Linked DNA regions of Zea mays: regions 1 and 2 are each linked to region 3. Evidence: chromatin contacts called from public Hi-C data. All regions are on one chromosome and are shown on one strand. The core of a region is the stretch at or near the end of the contact, and the rest is flanking DNA. Distances in the headings are between cores, read along the strand shown.

What was found. Hi-C and Micro-C count contacts between places; a contact is called where the count stands out from the background.
Region 1: a Hi-C map of ear shows a contact between it and region 3, with 2.4 times the contacts expected there. The contact joins the promoter of LOC103643324 here to the promoter of LOC103643322 in region 3. A contact is called at or near these places in 2 of 25 Hi-C or Micro-C datasets (ear and tassel).
Region 2: a contact with region 3 is called in a Hi-C map of endosperm, with 2.6 times the contacts expected there. The contact joins the promoter of LOC100284057 here to the promoter of LOC103643322 in region 3. A contact is called at or near these places in 2 of 25 Hi-C or Micro-C datasets (ear and endosperm).

Annotation. Positions count from the first base shown.
Region 1 is chr1:223,519,054-223,521,753 of Zm-B73-REFERENCE-NAM-5.0, forward strand. LOC103643324 (probable alpha,alpha-trehalose-phosphate synthase [UDP-forming] 9) reads left to right here and starts at 1,316. Exons shown (of 4, transcript XM_008666475.3): 1 at 1,316-1,688.
Region 2 is chr1:222,835,149-222,837,848 of Zm-B73-REFERENCE-NAM-5.0, forward strand. It overlaps LOC100284057, which reads right to left and starts at 1,379. Exons shown (of 9, transcript NM_001156955.2): 1 at 992-1,379; 2 at 771-865; 3 at 535-666. The coding sequence starts at 1,177.
Region 3 is chr1:223,143,188-223,145,887 of Zm-B73-REFERENCE-NAM-5.0, forward strand. It overlaps LOC103643322, which reads left to right and starts at 1,291. Exons shown (of 2, transcript XM_008666473.4): 1 at 1,291-2,353. The coding sequence starts at 1,879.

The sequences.
Region 1 (2,700 bases), core at 66-2,565, 380 kb after region 3:
GAGTGGACTACGACGAGACCTTCAGCCCTGTCGTCAAGTTCGCCACTGTTCGCGCCGTCCTCTCCCTCGCCCTCTCCCGCGACTGGGCGATCCATCAGCTCGATGTCAAGAATGCCTTCCTCCATGGCACTCTGACGGAGACTGTCTACTGCAGCCAGCCCACCGGCTTCGTCGACGCTGACCGTCCGGACCTGGTTTGCCGGCTGAACCGATCCTTGTACGGCCTCAAGCAGGCGCCACGGGCTTGGTACAGCCGCTTCGCCTCCTACCTGGCCTCTGTCGGCTTCGTCGAGGCCAAGTCGGACACGTCCCTGTTCATCTACCGGCGCGGCGACGACACCGTCTACCTCCTGCTCTACGTCGACGACATTGTGCTCACGGCATCCACCGCCGACCTCCTTCAGCGCACGATCGTCGCCCTTCAGCGAGAGTTCGCGATGAAGGACCTGGGGCCCCTCCACCACTTCCTCGGCGTCACCGCCGAACGTCGGCCCCAGGGTCTCTTCCTCCACCAGCGCCAGTACGCCATCGACATCCTGGAGCGGGCTGGCATGTCTGACTGCAAGCCCTGCTCCACGCCTGTCGACACTCAGGCGAAGCTCTCTGAGGACGACGGGCCTCCGGTCGCCGACGCGACGTCCTACCGGAGCCTCACCGGCGCGCTCCAGTACCTCACGTTCTCCAGGCCCGACATCGCTTACGCCGTCCAGCAGGTGTGCCTGCATATGCACACTCCGCGGGAGCCCCATCTCACTGCGCTCAAGCGGATTCTACGCTACCTCCGCGGCTCCCTCGACTACGGTCTCCTACTCCGCCCATCCCCGACGTCGGAGCTCGTGGTCTACACCGACGCTGACTGGGCTGGCTGTCCCGACACGCGTCGGTCCACCTCCGGCTACGCCGTCTTCCTGGGCGCCAACCTCGTCTCTTGGGCCGCCAAGAGGCAGCCCGTCGTCTCTCGCTCCAGCGCTGAGGCCGAGTACCGTGCCGTGGCCAATGGCGTGGCCGAGGCCTCCTGGCTGCGCCAGCTCCTCCACGAGCTCCACAGTCCCCTCCAGCGCGCCACCCTCGTCTACTGCGACAACGTCAGCGCGGTCTACCTCTCTACCAACCCCGTGCAGCATCAGCGCACGAAGCATGTGGAGATCGACCTGCACTTCGTCCGCGAGCGTGTCGCTGCCGGTGACGTCCGCGTTCTCAGCGTCCCCACCACGCTTCAGTTCGCCGACATCTTTACCAAGGGGTTACCGTCGAGTGTCTTTTTAGACTTCCGATCCAGTCTCAACATCTGTACAGGATAGAGTTGTGACTGCGGGGGGTGTTAGACTACCCGTCTAGGGTTTGTGCTATTCCCTGTGTAATGACCGTTATACCCCTGTGTAATGGGCCTTGGCCCAGTTACTCTCCCTATTTAATACCACTCCCAACCCCTGATTAGGGTATGGGTTCCTATTCTAACAATTTCTTTAACCTCGCCCGCGTGGCCGCGTCCCCGTCTCTATCTGTTCCTCTCTCCCAACTCCAGTCTAATGTTCTCATAGGAGGAGGGCGAGAGAAGCGAGCGAGCGAGCGAGGAAGCTGGAGCAAAACAAGCCGGTGGACCAAGTATTCGGTGACGAAGCTGAGGCGAAGGAGAGGAGGAAGGGAAGGGCCACGATCGAAGAGTGAGCGCGTCTCGTTTGATCTGGGTGAGCACCGGCTTGCGCCGTGCTTTCATTTACCTTTTGCTGTTTCTTCGGGTTTCCAGTTGTAGGGCTGCTGGCTGTAGAAGGTTCGATCTTGGCAGCAGTTTTGAACTGGATGCAGCGGCGATTTTGGTTTAGGGATTTTGTGAAATTCTTTTTTTTTCATTCGTCGCGAGTGGCTGCAATCTGCTTCTCTGTCTGGTCTCCTGTGAGAAGTTGATTTGGTTTTGGCTACCGTTCGTTTGAAATGATATGTAACGTGAAGGGGGATTCAAACAAATTTGATGCTGCTTTTGCAATCTTCTTCAAAACTTTCTAATCTTACATTCCCATCCCATTCCTCTTTTGTCGTAAAGATTTTTTGATCTTTAGTTATTACTGCACTACCGTACAAAACACTGGGCATGTTTGGTCGTTTTTGTATTCTCGAACCGGGCGTGAAATTTAGGATGTGTCCTTTGGTATTCGCTGTTACATTGTTCTATCTATAAGCATATCGTGCCGTTTTGTTTCAGTTTGATCAATTTTAGGATGTGTCCTTTCACTGTTGATCTGTTCGTTTCACGCAATAAATCAACCACCGGTTTAGATTCAGACACTCGGTTCATCTTTAGGCACGTTACTTGCTATTTTCGTTGAGATTTTTTTTTACTTCCTATGCATTTCTAGCGATGGAAAGCCAGAAATGTGATTACTATGGAGTTAGAATAATACTATTCTTTTCTTCACCAAGAAACTAGTCATGTCCTGTATATCGATAGCCATGAGCCATCAGCTTTTTCCTCATTGGTTAGAACATTCTATTTCCCAACAAGATTACAGTGTGTGATGTCTCACTGTGATCATAAAGCCCAAGATTTTGCCCCAGTTAGCTGACCATGCCAAGTAGTGACACTTCTGCAGAGCAGCCATGTAGTTGTTTCAAGTGTAAACTCCTGCTGCTCAATGCAATTAGATTTGGTGTTTGATGTAAATTGATCGAAATTGATAAGTTGTGCTTAACACCATGATGCAA
Region 2 (2,700 bases), core at 129-2,628, 310 kb before region 3:
AGGGGTGAGATAGTAATTACACGGGGAAAACCCCAAACCCTAAACGCCCTAAACGGGTATTCTAACATTTTGAACCGATTTTGACTTTTCGGTGTTCGATTTGCGAGCCTTTCGATTTGGTCTCGTGTGAGTCATAAAAACATTTCAAAATCATGAGATCACTGGTTGGCTAATGTGCTTTTGGTTTGAGCGATTTCTTCATCTCGATTAAATTTAAGTGCTTAATTTCCAGTTCTAAGCAGCAAAATTTGATAGGCTCCCATTCACCTCTCTCTAGTCATCTCACCGGTCCTTCAGACACTATAATTTTAAGCCACGGAAGATCAATTTCATCTGTTAATTAATTTCCTCGCCTCCTCATTTCACCTAGATTTGGGATGTGTCTAGGAGAAGCGGATTGAAGGGACTAATATCCCCTTACTATTCAATCAATTGAATAGCAAAAGGATATTAGCCCTCCAATGTTCTCTAATCCTCTTGCTCCCAAACATAGCAGGACAGCTAATCCCAGAAGAAACAAACGAACCTCTTTACCTAAACAACTCTGTTGCCACTGGCATGGACTCGGAGTACTCTGTCGAACCAACTGACACTGTAAGATCCCAGTAATCTTGCTTGTTGGGGTAGCATTTCTTGCACGTTGGACATTCGAGACTGGTAGCATCACTGGAGATGAACAAACAACCATCAATTTGAGAACCTGCGTGATAACCAGTTAGCAGTGGCAGGTCAGGTAATGCGGGACGAAATGGGGAGGAAAGACCACTTACTCCAACTGATCGCTCGAGCTCGCCAGGGGGTAGTAGCAGATTGGACACGCCAGCTTCCTGAGCTTCGTCTCCGGCGCCGGCGCCACCAAGGGTTCCTGAAAAGGAAAGCATGCTTTTAACTAGCCGCCTTCTCAGCGGAGTGTGTGGACTTCTGAGTGGGCGGGTTCTCCGCCTGCTCGACGGAATGCTTCAGCGCGGCGGGGCGGGTCCGGGGAGCTCACCACCAGCGCCTCGTCTGGTATGTCGGGAGCGGTGACGGCAGGTGAGGAGCTGGCGCACAGGTCAAGCCTCCTCGCGGAGGCAACCCGGTTACGGCGCGCCGTGATGTGGCTCCGCGGATGCCGATTATAGCAGCACGGCGCCGTGGTAGCTGCTGCGGGGGTGATCGCCGTGCCCAGCGCCGCCATGGGAGATTGGGACTTGGGAGAGGTGGTGCGTCCCTGGAGACTGGAGGCGCGGAGAGAAAACCGGAGGCGGCGAAGCGCCGAAGCGGAATCAAAGCAGTGAGCAGAGCAGGCCGGAGGGAGCAGGTGTGCCCTGTGCGGCGTACGTGCCCGGGGCCTCCACGACAAGGCACACAATTTGTGGTGACGTGCGCGCACTGAGAGCTGATGCCACTGTGCGGCGTGCGTGCCCGGGGCCTCCACGACACGCCAAGGCACACACAATTTGTGGTGACGTGCGTACAGTGAGAGCTGATGTGTCTGGGATGAAAACGAAAAAGATAATATTAGTTTTCAAAACTTTATCAAAATTCAGAGCTAAATAAAAACGAAAACGGAAACAAAATCGATAGAAATATTACGATACCAAAACAAAAAGGGAAATTTGGATCCATACCATTAAAAGATCACCACTTTGGATTCATACCATTACTATCTCACTTACATGTGGGTCCACATGAGTCAATGACATGTAAGATCCATGGTATATATCTAAAGTTTGGATCTTTTAATGGTATAGATCCAATTGTTCCAAACAAAAACGGTTTAAATATCTTTCCATCTTTCAGCCGTTTCCAAAAATTACCGTATTATTTTACCATCAATAAAATATACAGTGCTTTTTAAAATATATCAAATCTAAACTAATCTTTGTAAATACATAATAAAATTATCTTAACTTAGAAAATTACAAAACTAATTTTATTATTTTTGTAAAATCAAGATATATCTAATGCTACATAGTTTAGAGTTGTTTGAAGCTTTTATGGTTTATATTTATAGCTTTTATGAATTGTTATTTTTGATACATGTATTCATAATTCGCCTGAAAACTTGAGAAGGATTAGAAGGACACTAATTATGTTTACTATGTCAAGTAACATGAGTACGCTAAGAATGCAAAAGCCTGTCATCATGCATGCATTGATTCTATAGTCATATGCTACTAGACTTGAAAGTGCTTTATTTAAGTACATGATGGTAATTTTATTATTGTATTATATTTTCTTGTATTTATTGTGACCTCGCGCTTTATATTAAAACTAGTAACTGGCGCACGCCAGCGCGCGTTTTTAATTGTAATTAAGTTAAATTTAATTGTATTTGTCAATAATCATAATTGCTTAGATGAGTGATATAAGTTGATTTAGTAGATACTTACATATAAAATGATATAAGTGTTCTTTCTGCATAAAGACGAAGAGGAACTTTAAAGGCAATTTTGCGAGGTGTTGCATCAGCTTGAGGCACATCATTTTGTAGGACATATATGGTCTATAATCATATTGGTACACATAAAGATGTAACAAATATAGAGGTACCCGCATGACGGACATGTGGTGTTACTTGTTAAAACAATATGTTTTGTATCTATAAAGTACGAATTAATGATTTTAAAGAAGTGTATACGGGTTAACCATTCCGTTCATCTACAATACTTGTAAGAAATTTAACTACAATGATTATTATTTGAACTATTGAAGCAT
Region 3 (2,700 bases), core at 41-2,540:
CTGCTCCGTCATCTCGTTCGTGCGCTACTGCTGAAATCGAGGCTCGCTAGAGAGGGGAGGCAGGAGGTGCCGACGATAGTGACCGGTGGCGTGCATCGTGCTCGACACGCCATGACGGCACAGAGGATGTTCGATGCCCGACTGAGCGTGCAGACGGAGCCGGGGCGAGGGGAAGAAGACGACGTGTCTCGGATCTGCATCCTGCTCGCTGCTTTCTGCCGCTCTCTGCTCCACGGTTCCCATGATGGCACAGAAATGCGGAAAGCAGCGAGCAGCTTCTCGAGATCTGTTGGTGGAGCTTTGTAGAAGAAAGGAATGAGGAGTGGGGATTTCTGTTGCCGTGGGCGTGTGGGGAGTGAAGATTTCTGTTACCGTGGGCGTGTGTCTGGAAGATGTCAAATACAATTTCGATAGAAATAAAAAGAAAAATAATGTTGAATGGTTGGTATGGTAATTGATGGAGAAATAATGTTCTATGAAAAATGATATTATGTGTCAATATCTCATATACTTGCATGCGTCTAAACAAAGGGAATAAAAGAATAAAAGAAAATAGAAGGATGATAGTTGAGGAAGTTGTAGCGAAATGTATATTTTAATAGTATGGTGGGGTTTAGGGGGATTTTGTAGGGGAACCACTGTGGCACTGTGGTAAGTAAAGATGTAGGGCCCCAGCTGCTCGCGGGCCCCAGCTGTCATAGACTGTATGCGGAGTCTATGACAGCCGGGGCCCGCGAGCAGGAGGTGGCGCATGCAGTCTTCTGCGGAGAGGAGAGAGAAACCGTGGAAAAGGGGAGTGCAGGTACACGGCGTCTGTTTTGCGGAGACGGATGCGGAGGCTGCTGAAGAGCGAAATAGTGACTCAGAGCGTGTATAATGCGGATGCGGAGTGGGATGTGGAGTGTTGCTGGAGTTGGTCTAAGGTAAAACTGCTCCGGATAGCCTTAGCAGGGTAGACGTTCCTGTCAGCTCCTTGACCTATTCCTGACGTTCTTCTTCTGTAGTCCTCCGAAGCTCCAGTTTCTTTAAAATGAGCTCTCACTGTCGATGATAGAGAAACGTTACATTACTGTTTAGTGACGATCACGAGCATGCCATGATGAGCCCATGCCCAGCACGCACAACACAAGTGGCAGGAGACGACAATCCCAAGTTCCCAACGGCAGCGGAAACTTGCTTCGCACGTCGGACGGCCGACGATCAGTCGTGCAAGGATCCGTTCCATGCGGACGATTGGTTGCCGTGGGCCACGCCCAGCAGACGGCCCAGATCTATCTCCCCCAAGCTGGGCTCGCAATCTGGGTCGTCGGCGTCCTAGGCCCCCTCTTCTTCGTTGTCACGCAGTTCTCTGGCTCCGACTCTCCCTCTTCCCCACACCTAAAGATCCGAATCTAGGGAGCGGGTTCCACCACCCCAAGATTCTCGTGGCGACCTCGCAACAACCTTTTTCAGCTCTTCCCATCTCTTCGGTTGCCGAATCTCTCTCGCCTTCTCTCCTTGAGGCTTTTATAATCAGCCTGTTCTTGGTTCATCTCGTTTCTGTGGAGTGGAGACAATTTTTTCGGGTGATAGATTTCGTCTCAGAAACTCTTAAACTACCGTTGCTTTCTACTTGCTCCTCTGATTTGCGCCGAGAAACAACCACTATATAATTATCAGCGATTTCTTTCGTTCCACTCGATCCAACCTTGTTGATTTCCTTTAAAGGCAGCGCCTTTGCCAATCTACTTTTGTTGAGACAGATGTCTAGTTAGTTCTTGAAGAAGATAAGGCTTCCTCGCAGATTATTCTGTTGCTTTACTTTGATTTTGTCAGTTTTGCCCTCAATTTCCACCCGGATAGGACCCGAGCATTCTTTTATTTCTTTCTTTCCCCATAATGGCCATGTCGCTGAGCCGCTTCTCCCAGTGGATATGGCCGGGGAGCAGAACTAGAAATCCTAGAGGCCGCGAGCCACCGGCGGGGAGCACGGCCTTGACGGAAGGCCTCTTCCCGGACTCCCCGTCGGGGTTCCGGGATCCAGACCCTGGTTCTGGCGCGGCACAGCGGCGTAAGGGCAAGAGCCGCCGTCGCGGTGGCCGCGTGGAGGCGAAGGTCGATGGCGAGCACGGCATGGTTATCGTGCAGTCCGACGGTGACGGCTGCCTGTCTGACTCGGACTCCGACGGCTCCGACTGGTCCATCGGCTGGCTCGAGCCGCTCGCGCCGGACCTCCAGAGTGACGTTGACTCCGAGGGAAGCTTCGCCGTCCTCGTGCGGTGCTATCGCCGCGGCCGCGCTGACCGGCCTGACCGTCCTGATGGCAAGTTCCCTGCTCCTGGTGGTGTCGCTCACGGTCACGGTGGTGTTTCTGGTAAGCTCAATATGCTGCTCTTTCTAATTAATTAAAGTACATAACTGAGCAGGTAGACAGACAACACGTACTAATTAATTAAAGTACATAACTGAGCAGGTAGTTAGACATTACGTACTAATTAATTACAGTACATAGCTGAACTTGCTTGTTTAGCCTGTTAAAATGATGCCCTAAATTTGGCAAGTTTCTAGTTATCAACTGTTGAATGCCTTCGACCGTTTTACCCAAAAAAATATCACATTAGCAGTATCCCTCACTTTTTGTACAGTGTGCGGTGTTCCATGTTCCAAGTTCCAACTAATAAGGTCGGTTAGTGACGCTGTGAATCAATTGCTGAGTTTGCT